Regions from separate parts of the Danio rerio genome. Here region 2 is linked to region 1. A link is a contact called in public HiCAR-type data. All regions are on one chromosome and are shown on one strand. The core of a region is the stretch at or near the end of the contact, and the rest is flanking DNA. Distances in the headings are between cores, read along the strand shown.

Region 1 (7,212 bases), core at 3,114-5,613:
ATATAATCATATTAGTTGTTGATCGTTATATTTTTGTATGTTCTCTGATTTTTACATTAAGATTAATCCAAATGTAGTCTTATGATTTAATAATATTGCAGTTGTTTAATTTTGTATCAATTTTTTTTTTACAAAACACTGTAGAATTGTTAATGATGATAATTATAATACTCACTGTCATGTTTTTAAACAAATAGCTTGGACGTAATACAAGCAATAATAATAAACATTATTATTATTATTATTATTATTATTATTAGTATAAGTTTTATTATTATTATTATTATTATTATTATTATTATTATTTTTAGTAGTATTAGTATAAGTTTTATCATTATTATTATTATTATTATTATTATTATTATTATTATTATTATTATTATATAAAATAATACTTCAAAGGTAACCCTATGATTTAATATAACTTTTTTGACAAAAAGACTGTTGAAATGTACTTTTAATATTATTTAATTGATGGTGGTAGTGAGGATGATGATGATAACAATAATGATGATGATAATATACTCACTGTCGTGTTTTTTTTTAAACACATGACTAGGGCGTAATACAAGTAATAATAATTATTATTATTATCATTAATATTTTATTTTGTTGTTGTATAAAATAATACTTCAAAGGTAAACCTATGATTTTAATATACATTTTATTGACAAAACAGGGTAGAATTGTACTTTAAATATTATATAACCTATAGGTATAATATCAGTAAAATGTATAATAATTGTAATAATAATGTTAATAATCATAATTATAATAATGTAGTAATTATTATAATTTTATTATTATTAAAAATATGAAAAGTTTGTTATTGGTTATTAAAATTATATACTGGTATTATTATTTAGTGTTTTGTGTTGGCTTTGATTTTTTTTATTTTATTTTTCTTTTACAAAATAGTGTATAATTTAATATCTTAAATATTTTGTCACTTTCATTGTTATTGGATATTAAATTTTATGTTCTAATTTCACAGATTGTCCAAGATTTGCTTTACTATATTATCTTTATTACATTTGTTATTACAATGATAATATTCATAATTATTGTATGACATTAAATTTAAAGACATTTATATATTTGACGAAGTACTTCTTGACCATCAGATGAACATAATTATTGGCTTTCTGTACTTACATAAAATAATCTCAATATAAGTGCCTCTTTCTTTGGTATATCTGTATATTTAAACTCTTTAGTGAACATAAACAATACAATTGCAGTCATAGGTATGGGACGATAACCGCTTTCAAGGCATACCACGGTTTGGAAAAGTCAAGGTTTTAAAATTGTCCAAATTTTCTGCAATACCCTCCCTAAGGTATATGTACGATTTTTTTATTTATTTATTTTTTGGCAGTTTTTATTTTATTTTTATTTTATTATTATTATTATTTTAGGACAGCAGTATCCTCAGCAGAAAACATATCCAAAGATGCCGATTTAAACTGTAAAAATATGTTTTTGAAACAATGAAGACAGCAGAAGTCAATAATTAATTTAGCCTGACATATTTACTCTTCCAAAATATTTAAATGTTTCTCAAATTAAAATATATTGTGTTCAAAATGAAAAAAAGTTTTAGTTTTTTACCCAGACATTTAAAAAGAATATATTTTAGAGCAGTAAGCACAATAACGTGAAACCGTGATGTTTTTATCCAAGGTTATCATACCGTCAGAATCTTATACCGGCCCATGCATAATCATATAAAGAGCTGAATGACTGAAACATCAAACGAACACGTAAATGATTTAAACGCTTAATAGAAACTCTCGTCCTTCTGCCTTTGTTTATATGGCTGTCTTTACAGTGTATCTCCGCCCCCTTCTGGCCAAACTTTGTCAGTGCAGCTTCTGTTCTCCTCAAGTCAACATGTTTTCTGAGCCAGAACAGATGATATCGGCTTACCGAGACCACAGACACTTCTCCAGCACGCAGTTGTGTGTTTGATGTGGTGGGTGTGTCTGGGTGTGCGCACACGTTATTTTAGTTCTCTGTGTGAAAGAAAACACACTTGCCATCTGAGCCTGAGATCATACCTCCATATTTATAGCGGATCATGTCTCGCTTGACCATAAAAAGGTGTTTAGGTCACATCCTTCTGGCGTTTTGCACAGATTTTGACTGAGTAACTGCACCTGCGCTGACAGGAAACGCAGTCCGCAAACAGGAAGTGCTGCTGTGGTGCTTTAATGTGGCTTTTTGTGTGACTCATTCTAACTATAGTTATACAACAGTACAACAAAAGTGTGGACTGGCTGGAGTTGATAATCCTTCAACAAGTTTGGATTTCTTTGTGGTAATCAGATAATGATTTTCAGATATACACACAATCACTGAAAACACAGGCTTACTGTAGTTCTGAATCATTTATCATCATCATCTAGTGGTTTGCCATAATGTTGGTTTTGGTTTAAGTATATTTTAGTGAGCTAAATCATAATATAAATGTGTCACATTGTTTAGTTTTTGCTAAATGTGTTTGTACATCTCTAGAATATTTACTAAAACACCCTAACATGCTAACCCAAAAATACAGATTAATGTCTGAAATAATAAAAATATTGTACAAAACAAAATAAAGACAATATTTGTACTAAATGTGTTAATAAAAAAGTACTCAATCAAGTCAGTCAGTCAGTCAGTCAGTCAGTCAGTCAGTCAGTCAGTCTGACTGTCTGTCTGTCTGTCAGTCTGTCTGTCTGTCTGTCTGTCTGTCTATCCATCCATTCATCTAGTGTCCCACCAGTGATATATATATATATATATATATATATATATATATATATATATATATATATTATACAAACAATTGTTAAACTAAATATTAAACGGTAAGCATTTTTTAAACATTGATGATTAAAAGAAATAGAAGAATGTAAAAACATTTGCAAGTTTTTAAGTAAATTGTATTCCTGTATTTTGTTGCATTAATTTTTTGTTGCATTAAAGAGACAATTTTATTTTAAAAACACACACACACACACACACACACACACACATAAAAAGCATTTCCAACCTCTCATTTGAGCTTGTGCGTATTTTTAAAATATTATAATTTTCACATATTTATGTAAATAGTTTACCACAGAAAAATAAACTGTTCCTTAAATCTCTCAGTCTGTAAAAAACATTTATTTATTAATTAAATTATAAAAAATTTTAAAGGTTCGTTCTTTCATTTATTAATTTTATTTAGACTAAGTCCTTTTATTAAAAAGGGCTCGACACAGTGGAATGAACCGCCAACTTATCCAGCATATGTTTAACAAGCGGATGTCCTTCCAGCTGCAACCCAGCACTGGGATACACCCATACATTCTCACACTCGTACACTACGGCCAATTCAGTTTATTCAATTCCCCTATAGCGCATGTCTTTAGACTGTGGGGGAAACCGGAGCACCTGGAGGAAACCCACGCAAACACAGAGAGAACATGCAAACTCCACACAGAAACGCAAACTGACCCAGCCAGGACTCGAACCAGCAACCTTCTCGCTGTGAGGCGAAAAAAATAAATGTGTTTAAAATTATGTAGTTCATATACAGATGAATAACTAAAATCATGGGTTAAGAGATCAAGTATTTCTCTTTCATACTGTTGTTTTAATAAGCCTATATTATTATTAAAAAAGACTATAATATAATATATATATATATATATATATATATATATATATATATATATATATATATCATATAATAATAATAATAATTATAATAATAATAATAATAATGATAATAAATAATTATAATAATGTCCTCTATGAACATTGGTATCTTACATCTACTCTTAGCCTGCTATCTTGTACATTACGCATTTAAACTTGGACTACATGTTACAAGTCTTGAAAATCTTTCTGCAGTGCTGCTAGAGGCCACTAGAGGACGCCAAAGATTTAATTTTAAATATATGCATCACCTTCTCTCTCTCTCTCTCTCCCTCTCCCCCATTCATTCTCTACTTAATGTTTTCACCATTACTCATCTTAAAACAATAACACTGCTTGTGTGCGTCAGGTATTAAGCGACACAAAGGCTCTTTTATGTCAGTGTTTCTCGGCCCTTGCTGTGAAACGTCCTCTATCCTCTACAGGAAGAGCTTACCGCTTATAAACAGGACACTGAAGCATCTAAACAAGCTGCTTTATGTGTGGACGGTTTGTTAGTGTGGATGTTTTTCCTCAAGGCTTAAGGAAGTGTGAGCGGCGGCGTCTTAACAGGAAGTGTTTGAAAAGTCATGTTGAGTTCATTTCTGACCACATGATGAGATTGTGGCAGAGATCTGCTGATGAATCCGGGCACGTATGTGTCATGGTTGTGTAGCGTCTCAAACACACACGTCTCCGTGAGCAACAGGCCTCATGGGGGACTGAAGCAATGAGCCGCGCGAGAGACTGTCAAGAGTGTGTTTACAGTGACGGTGGTTTATATGGGTTACGGGATGTTGTTAGGCACAATACACAGCAAACATAAAACCCTTGAAATCAAATCTAGATTTTGTAGGTTTATGATATATCAATGTTTAGTTGTAAGAAACGCATGCTTACAAATGCAGATTTCACACAGTTAATTTCTGTTTTCTTTAAATAGTTGCTATATTTCCTCAGTAATTGGCTCATTTCTTTTTTTATTCTACATAGCAAACTATGTTTATGTATTTATTTGTTTATTGGATAAACACATTTAAATCTATTTCCATTATTATCCAAATATCCAATATTGTACAATGCATTTATTTGCGTTATTGGCAATAAAATAATTTCTTTTCTATTAAAAAAATATTTTCTATTAAAAACATTTTTATTTAAAAACTTCTCAACAATTTGCTTAAAATTGCTAAAAATTATTTTGTTAGTTTAATTGGTGTCAAACAGTGTGTGGCTAAATTGTAACACCCTGTTACAACTAAAGCCTGGTTTATACTTCTGCGTCAAGTGACCGGCATAACTCACGGTGCAGGCAACGCGCGCAGCTGTGCAGCTGTGCATTTATACTTCTGCGCGCTGTCTCTGTCAGTCTGCATTAACACTTCCGAAACGCTAGTTGGCAGTGAGGTGTAAATGTTCCCCTGTGTCGAGTTTCTTCGCTTCTGTTTTGCTTTTGCTGAACACTTCCTGGATGTACAAGTGGCTCTAACACGCTCATTTTAAGGCAGGAACCGGCGGACGTGCAACAACTTTAACTATGAGGTAAACACAAAACAAAACTTTCCATCAGGAGCTCCTTCACGGGACTCCACACTAGTAAACAATCGCTCCATTGTGCTCGCGTCCAGCTCGCGCCATCTCGGTCTTGCCCAGACTCGTCAGCACTACCAAGCCGACCAATCACAGAGCTTGCGCTACGCGTTGTTGCGACGTGTAGTTACAGTTTTTGAGAGGTGCACGTCAGTGACGCCGACAGCCACGGCGAAGGGCTATGGGTCTGCGCCGTAGCATACGCCGGCGTTTGACGCAGAAGTATAAATCAGCCTTTAGCCTAGAAGACGGTGATCACAACAATATAAGATTTAATGTTCATGCTTTCACAGATTTTTAAAAAAATAAATAAGACAGAGCTTTATTGCCAGGTATATTCACACATACAAGGAATTTGTTTTCGAGACAAAGCTTCTACAGTGCAACAGAATGACAGAGACGGGACAAAAAACACACAACAAATATATTTAAAATTATTGGGGACAATCCACATAATTAAACAACCTGTGGACACAGATAAAAAGTAGCCCAATTCTGCGGAAAATGTATGCACTCTGAAACACTGGCTGCTGCTCCTCCACATGATCACAGCCTGATAATGGTTTATTTTAGCTAGAAGGAGTGAGCGAGCTATGTTTAAGCCACAGAGTACCCTAGTTTGCTCTTGGGTTGTGTTGTGGATTAAATATAAACTAAATTATAATTATACTCAACAAACAGGGCTGAAAGGCAGCATCTGAACAATGTCTTTAGGTGTAGTATACGTGGAATAATTGACTCTAGTCTGACGGATTATTAGAATATAATGTACACCATCTATCTTAGTTTATTTTAAGTGTTAATGGCTGAATTGCATTATTTTCTAATAATTTAATGGACCTGAGAAAATAATTTCTCAAAGAACCAATATTTTTCAGCCAGCCCTTGTGAATGCTGATCATTTTAAACCTGAGTTGTGTTCATTGCTGCTTTTTGTTATACATTATGAATCAACTACACTGTAAAAAAATGGCCTAGATTTCAACTGTAAAAAACTGTAAAAATGCTACAGTACAAATCCGTAACCTGGTAAACGGTATGTTTCCTTAATATATGCGGCGAATAACCGTAAATTGACTTTCCCACAATTCCCTGCATGGCACATAACTTTTTATGCATTTTGTTGACACTAATATGGATCTTTTTAGTTGTTTCCCCATCAGTTATGTACATTATAGATTTATGTTACATCTAATGTTGATAAACAATGTTTATTTCATGACTTTAATTTTATGCGTGTTACCATACTGGTGTTTAGTAGCTGTGTATATGACTCTGAGAACCTTCTATATGCTGATTAAGGGTGTCACGATCCTCCAAATCCTCGATTCGATTACATTTTCGATTCTAAAGGCACGATTCGATTCGATTTTTGATTATGAATAATTAATTAATGACCAATTAATTATTTGTAGCCTACCGTTTAAACTACCTGACCTGGATGGTCTTTGTTTTACCCATAAACAAATCATACAGTAAATGAATAAAGGCAAGATACAGACATAATTACCACCTGTCAATCACTTTTTCTGCGGGACTCTTGAATAGGCAGTGATCTGTGTCATTATAATGGCGTCGGTAAAAAAGACGCACAACCAACAGGAACCAGCCAACAGTATCTGAGGTGTTCGCTAAAATGACAAAGTACAAGTGAGTGAAAGATTGAAGCAGTCCTCTGACTGCCTGGACCTGCTGTCTCGAGCGCAAGGCTGTGTGTGCGTCTGTGTCTGTGGTCACGTGATGTGCATTTTCAGAGGTATAGAGGAAGGAAGGCTGCTCAGAAATGCTACACGCCATTGTGGATGTCAAATCGTTGTCGTTCTAAAATGCCATTTAAAAACAAAGACAGTGTAAACAGGGCCTGAGTGTACTTTTCGCGAGCAGATTTGCAACGGGGGCGGACAGAGGATGGCGATGCCGGTGTTGTCTATCGGACGAACCGTACGTAAT
Region 2 (7,212 bases), core at 3,500-5,999, 280 kb after region 1:
AAATGTGTTTACATCGTAGTTTATGCCCATTTTTTCTTATCGGATAAAAAGTTTATCCTACTCAGTTGTGCGCATAATTTTTAATGGGCATTTTCAAAATATATGCGCATCTTTCATGCGACGTTCCAAAATGTACATAAAAATAGGACCTTTCCTGATCCTACCCCCCCCCTCTCTCCCACTTCACTTTTTGTCAGCTTGCTCTCCTGTCAAATAAAGACAAACATGCGAAAATTAAACCTTAAAAAAAAATAGGTAAATGGAAGCGCAGCTGATGATAACAATATTTGGATCGAACAAAAATGCCCAGAGCAGAGCTCATTAATATTCATGACCATGCCAAATATGGTCAATACTGAGCTTTTTTGTTGTAGGCTGTGGTTATAAGTTGGCGTATAACACTGTTTCTGGAGAATTTTTGCTCCTACCTAAGCCACTTACCTACAATATTGATTTCAAAGAAACATTTAAAGGTCTTGTGAAATTTAAAAAAAAAAATTATTAAAAAGTTTTACAGTTAAATTAATGTTAAATTTTAAAAATTAAGTTTTTTAGATGAGAGTTTAAGTCTGTTAGATTTAAGGATATCACTTTGCTAGTGTGCTGCGAGACAGTGACAAAATTTGCATTTAGAAAATATAAAACCGATATAAACATCCAAAGCTTGCAGTTTGTCACTTTTTTGTCACTGTGTAGACAATTTTTTCACGTCACTCTTAATAAATCTTGATCAATCAAATGCTCTTTAGCATCTGGCTTGCCGCGCCCTCTTCAAGACGCTGTCCATTCGCTTTTCATTGGATGCACTTGAGCTCAACCACTCTCACTGGCAGAGCTGTGATAAACACAAAACACAATTGGCTGTTTTTGTAAAGGGGAGGAGCTATTTTATGTCCCGCTTTCAAATTATTTCTTAGTTGAGATTACTTCAAGCATTGAAATAAAAAATACACATTTCAAAGCACTTCATGGGACCATTAACATATTGAATCAATACACTCTATTGCACCTTTTAAAATTCCATCTTTTTAAATAGTATTTTCTGCAAGCCTACTCTACTTTCCCATGCTGAGATCAATCAGATAGCACAGTTTGTTGTTTTCTGACTGTTGTGATTAAAGTCAAAAGTAAAAATAATTGAAAACTGTGAAACAGCTACTCATCATTAGATTTAGATCAGTTCATTTGATTTTATTTATGAGAATTATATTGTGTTTTTTTTTAGCATTCATGGTGTGAACAGGCCCTAAGAACAAGAAATGTATGTTTGTGTTTTATTTATTTTCAGCAGATATACATAACTATCTAACACTACTTTTCTCACACATCCAGGTGTTTATAGGTAATCAGAACCATGACACGCCAGAAGTGCGTACATTTGATCCAGTGCTGATGCGTTTCCTGCGTATCTACCCTGAGCGTGGCTCTCCCGATGGCATGGGATTACGACTGGAGGTTTTAGGGTGTGACCTGCAAGGTGAGTGACTGCCAAACCAACCAGTCACAGAGCTCAAATCGTCCACACTCAATTTACCCTTGTGTATTGTTCAAATGTACTACCCTTTTGTTATCCTTTTGTTTGTATCTGTTTTTGGACCATTTTGGACTTTCATTATAATGACATTTTTGATTGCAAAGCTATAACAGCATATAATCATGCATTGTTGATTGTGTTTGGTTTACCCTGTTGGGAAGAGGTAGAGTGTGTTATTTTTACTGTTGATCATCAGTTGGCAGCGTTAACCCTTTAGATAGGCTTGTATAATTTTAAGTTTCTGGGTTTTATATAGAGTTCTATGGAGTAAAACAGCAGATTATAGGGCCCTATCATACACCCGGCGCAATGCAGCGCAAGGTGCGACGCAATTGTTGTTTGCTAGTTTCAGCTTGGCGCAAGAAATATTTTGACGTTTTGCAGCACGCTGTTTAAATAGCAGATGCATTTTTGCACTCATATGTGCGCCCATAGGCGTTCTGGTCTAAAAAAGGGGACGTGTTGAGGCGCATTGTTGGTGCGTTGCTATTTTGAGCAACTACTATAGAATGTTCAAAGTGCATAGAACGTTGGTTGTGCACCTTGCTTACACACTGCTTAATACACACAAAATGTACAGAAATACACAAATATCTTTACATATGAAAAAGAATTAAAGGATTAAAATATTACAAAAATTATTATTTTCTAGCCTTCATAAATATAAAAACCACTGCCTTCATGCCTTGTACATCTCGGGGGGCTTTTTTAGTTTATTTATGACAATTTGCTTTTGTGTAAAATTATTATTAGTGGCAGTATTATTTATTATATGCATATTTATATTTGTTTTATTAAAAACAAGCTTAGATTTGTCCACCTTTCAGGCTTTAGATCATATGGGGCACCGTTTTTTGACCACACTTTGTTATTGTTGTTCATTTATTCGTTTGCTGGAAATCAGAACTAAATTTAGAAATAGTTTTGAAACAAATCTTTGTCCTTAACAAACAAAATTATTTATGTATAGGCTAATGGATGTCTGTGAGTACAACATGTTTCCCTATCTACGAGAGTGAAAGTGAAAGTAAAGAATGAGGAGGCTCATCTCTCATTCTCACGCTGTAGATCAGGGGTCTCAAACTTGCGGCCCGCGGGCCATTTGTGGCCCTCAGTGCAATATTTTGTGGCCCGCGCCGACCGCTGTACACTGACAGAATCAGCGGAGCGGGGAGAAAGAGCGCTCCCCGCTCTGCTGATTCTATTCGTACACAGCGTTCACTGGCATTCCCCGCCCGTCGTGTAAACAAAGGGGCGGGGATGCCGGTGACGTCACCACGCACCCCGCCCCTTTGTTAGACGCTGTGACGGGCGGGAAGTGTTAGGAGGGAACTCGCGCCGGCCAGAACCAAGGTAAGCTGTCCCCGCCCCTGCCTGCCACTTAGCTACCTATCTGCAGCCTGCCACCTACCCAGCTACAGCCTGCATCTTATATATATTATAGGTAGATACAGACTGGTACAGACTGATGTGACTGGAGTGGGGTGGGGGTGTTTTATTTATACATGTATACGCCTTTTTTTTTAGGTGAGGGAATGGAAGTTTTGAGTGAGTCTAGACAGGTCTAGACTTAATGATGATCATCTTCAAGGCATACTGAGGGTCTCAACTGCTTCCGCTCTAAAGCCAAATGTGGTTCAGATTTGTGAGAAGAAGCGCTGTCCAGTCTCTGGCAGCAAGAATTAGGCAAAAGATGCCATGTTCAGAAGAACTGTTCATAATCTTCACTCAATGTTCTATTAATGTTCAGGACACTTCATGTTCAGAAGAAATAATTAAAACTGTTAATAATGACATTTGAGGACTCACCCAGAATTTGCCTCCTGCGGCCCCCAGGTATATTGAGTTTGAGACCCCTGCTGTAGATGCTCTGTTTGACTGTTTTCTTACAGTAAAACGCTCAGTTTTTCCATTTACAAAGTCTATCATGTAAATAGCAAATGCGCTATGGCTCGACGCAACTGGCTCTTAAATGGAATGGGAGATGAGACTCTGATTGGTTTATCTTCAAAACACATCTATAACTCATTAAGAGAATAAGCTCAACCCTGTTAGACCATGCGCCACGGCGCAAAGCGGATTTTTCCGTCCTTAAAATATCAAAAGTGGATTCTGACACGCCCTTAATGCGTTTTCACTCTACGCTTTGGACTTTGCGCATGGATCGTCAAAATAGAGCCCATAGTGTGTGTTTGTGTGTGTGTGCATAAATACACTTACTGTGTTCTGATAGCTGAGCTGCCTATTTTGATTTTCTCAGACATATCAAGAAAAGTAATAATTAAAAATTTTAACTCCTCCCAACAGGGAAAACCAGCAACAATCAAGAATGCATGCTTGTACGGTGTCATGGCTTTGCAGTCAAAAAATGTCATTATAATGGAAGTCAATGGGGCAAAAACAGTCACAAACATAATGAAAGGGCTAATTTGTATGTGTATTGTTGAATTATTTAATTTGTTTAAAATAGTTTTCTCAAAATATGAGTCAAAATAAGATTGGTCAAATAAGATTGGAAATTTGTGGCCAATTTAAGACTCAAAATCACCCCAGAGTGGATAAAAACACCCCCAACAGCACACAAGGGTTACCATGAATATGTATAATGGTATATTACTTGTAAAAACATCAGATAACTAAAATATCTATATATTCTTGGTCTCGTTTCAGAGCCCACAACACCTCTTCCTCTTGCCACTACTATGGAGACTACAGCAGCTACAGTCACTAGCGCTAGTATGCTACTAGGAAACATCCCAACAACTACCACTTTTCCAACAACGGCAGAGAATTGCGATGATGATGATGGAAACTGCCATAGTGATGCATTGACAGACTACGACACAACAGGTTATATTCATGCACATACATTCACATTTGATAGCCTGTCATTACCATCTATCATTTTAATATTGAGCTAATTATGTTAGCTTAACCATAACACTCCACTCCCAGCTCCTTTGAGAGACCTTAAGGTATTTTTAGATTTTAATTAAGCCATTATTTACTCTCTTTATTAAGCTGCTTTTATAACAGATACTGGGAGGTCTCTGTAATGTTGTTCATTTCTAGTTTTACTGTCACAGTGGGACACTAAAGTCCTCATAAGGAAAGTGAAACCTCACACACACAAACATCCACACATAGACTGTGACCCAAAAGGTTACAAACACAAACACCCACGTGGTGAAACTACGACCCTGCAGGTTACGTACGCTTAGCAAAATAGCTACATGCTACGACCTGTAGGTTACACACAAACAGCAGGAGACTGTGACCTATCAGATTACCCAAACACAAAAACACATTTACCATCTCAAACACACAATAAAACCAAGACAGTAGCTCTCATTCAGTAATCACTGCATGAATAATTTCATATCTATGCAGAGTAGAACAAAAAAACATATCTGGCTAATGCATAGCATGTGAGTCCGCTCATGCTCCTAACTTAGTTGACATTTTAATGAATTTTGAGTATTTAAAATTAGTTCCTGCATGTCATAGGTTAGTAATTTGAATAAATAGATCTGCATTCCAGCGGCACTGTGGCCTCACAGCAAGAAGGTCGCTGGTTTGAGTCCCAGCTGGGCCAGTTGGCATTTCTGTGTGGAGTTTGCCATTATAGGTGAATTGAATAAACTAAATTGACTGTAGTGAATGAATGTGTGTGTGTGTGAATGCCAGAGTGTATGGGTGTTTCCCACTACTGGGTTGCGGCTGGAAGAGCACCTGCTTTTTAAAACATGCTGGAATAGTTGGCGGTTCATTCCGCTGTGGCAACCCTTGATAAAAAGGGGGAAAAGCCTAAGGAAAACGAATGAGATCCACATTCCTCTGTAGCATATTGACAATATCTCTCATTAAAAATACTTTATGATGCTTACTGCATGTTATGAGATTAATTAATCTGTGATGTTTGCATATGTGTTTTCATATTCAAGATTTTCATAAATTTAGATTTACTTTTTATTGGAAAGTAGCTGGATCCTAATTTTTGTGGAGATATTAGTTTCAGGCAAGAAAATGAGACCCAGTGATTAAAATTTACCCACACGAAACTAACCTATATGTTTTTATTTTTTTATTTTTATATGTTTTTAATATATGTTACATATATAAAATTGGCTGTTTTCATATATTATATGTACATATATGCACATGTGTGCATATATGTATACATATATACGTGCATACATGTACCTATAAATGTCCATCAATATGTTCACCTATATGTTTACCTATATATTAATAAATTGTTAAAATCCATCGCTGCTAGACAACATAAATAAAAGCCCAAAATGTAGAAATTTACATTTTTATATTTAATTAAGAACAATCAAATACTACAAGAAAAAAATATAGCCCAAGAACAAAAATAAGACAAAAAGCTGAATAGAAAAATGACATAAATGTTTCAGGAAATTGTGTAGACATCATGGCTTTCCATCTCCTCTCACTTATTTGCCATAATTAAATTCCATAACATGCCAATTACATGTGATGCTGATATCAAGTGTTCGTACATACATACATACATACATACATACATACATACATACATACATACATAAATACATACATTTGCCTTTATAATAGAAAATATGAGCTAGACATCATGTATGACAGGTGCCGCAGTTAGATATGAGCTATATAGGAGACATATGTTCATATCATATGTACATATAGGACTTATATGTGGATATAAAGAAGCAATACAAGAGCACTATTATATGGCCTGTAAATGCACATATGCACCTCAATTTTGCCTATATGTGGCATATATACACATATATGCAACATATATAATATCATATATGCTGCATATATACTGCATATAGGTTTCATATATGCGCATATATATTCATATAGGTTCGTTATGTGGGGAAATGTATGGAAATAGCTTTGACTTGAATAGGCTTTCTGCATTTTGTTTTCAATAGAAACTGCAGTGTCAGAGCCATTTCTGGAGATGGAAGAAGCACCTGGTGAGTAACTAAACAAAAACAAATAGTGAAAAAAAAGAGTCCTCCCTTAAAATTAGGTGTAGGCTACATTTGGACCTCAAACGTTCCCAGATTCTCAAAACACTTTTAATGGGTAACTTTCTATTGTGCCATAATTTGAAAATAAATTGTTATATGTTGTTTAAGCTTCATTATGATGATCACTAATGTCTTTTTTAGTCTTCTTATGTACTTGCATAGCATACAGATTCCTCATTAGCCTGAATAATATGTAGATCTTTGGCGTTTACCATAGTGATGGTCCATGAATGTCTCTGCTGCCCCCACGTGTTGCATAGCGTAAGTGCATGCTGTAAACTTTATTTGCTGAACTTTTTAAATACTTTTAAAAAGATTTTAAAACACACTGCAGTGCATTAGATGACCAAATTATGACACGTTTTACTCTTAAAAGAGCTTTAATGCCTGCATAACAAGTTAAATCCTTAATGTAAAACAAGTTTGTGATTCCTAAAAACTAGAACTTATTAGATTTCCTTCGGCTTAGTTCCTTTAATCATCAGAGGTCGCCACAGCTGAATGAAATGTCAACTTATACAGCATATGTTTTACACAGCGGATACACTTTCACCTTCAACCCAGTACTGGGAAACACCCATACACACTCACTCACACTCATACACTATAACCAATTTAGTTAATTCAATTCAC

Evidence for each region. HiCAR-type assays count read pairs that join an accessible place to other places.
Region 2: a HiCAR-type map of caudal fin shows a contact between it and region 1, with 6 times the contacts expected there. The contact joins two enhancer-like sites. A contact is called at or near these places in 4 of 18 Hi-C or Micro-C datasets (caudal fin, embryo and hematopoietic stem cells) and 1 of 4 datasets of contacts at active chromatin or transcription factors (caudal fin).

What each region holds. Positions count from the first base shown.
Region 1 is chr2:46,384,633-46,391,844 of GRCz12tu, forward strand. All of the region lies in intron 2 of pard3ab (par-3 family cell polarity regulator alpha, b), which reads left to right. Among named protein-coding and RNA genes, the nearest start is that of pard3ab, 37 kb to the left of the region's middle. Within about 2 kb of position 4,364, at least 23 of the 62 cell types and tissues checked have an H3K27ac peak or open chromatin away from gene starts, as enhancers often do.
Region 2 is chr2:46,667,197-46,674,408 of GRCz12tu, forward strand. It overlaps nrp1b (neuropilin 1b), which reads left to right. Exons shown (of 17, transcript NM_205674.1): 10 at 1,333-1,477; 11 at 4,205-4,384; 12 at 6,478-6,522. Among named protein-coding and RNA genes, the nearest start is that of nrp1b, 43 kb to the left of the region's middle. Within about 2 kb of position 4,750, at least 7 of the 62 cell types and tissues checked have an H3K27ac peak or open chromatin away from gene starts, as enhancers often do.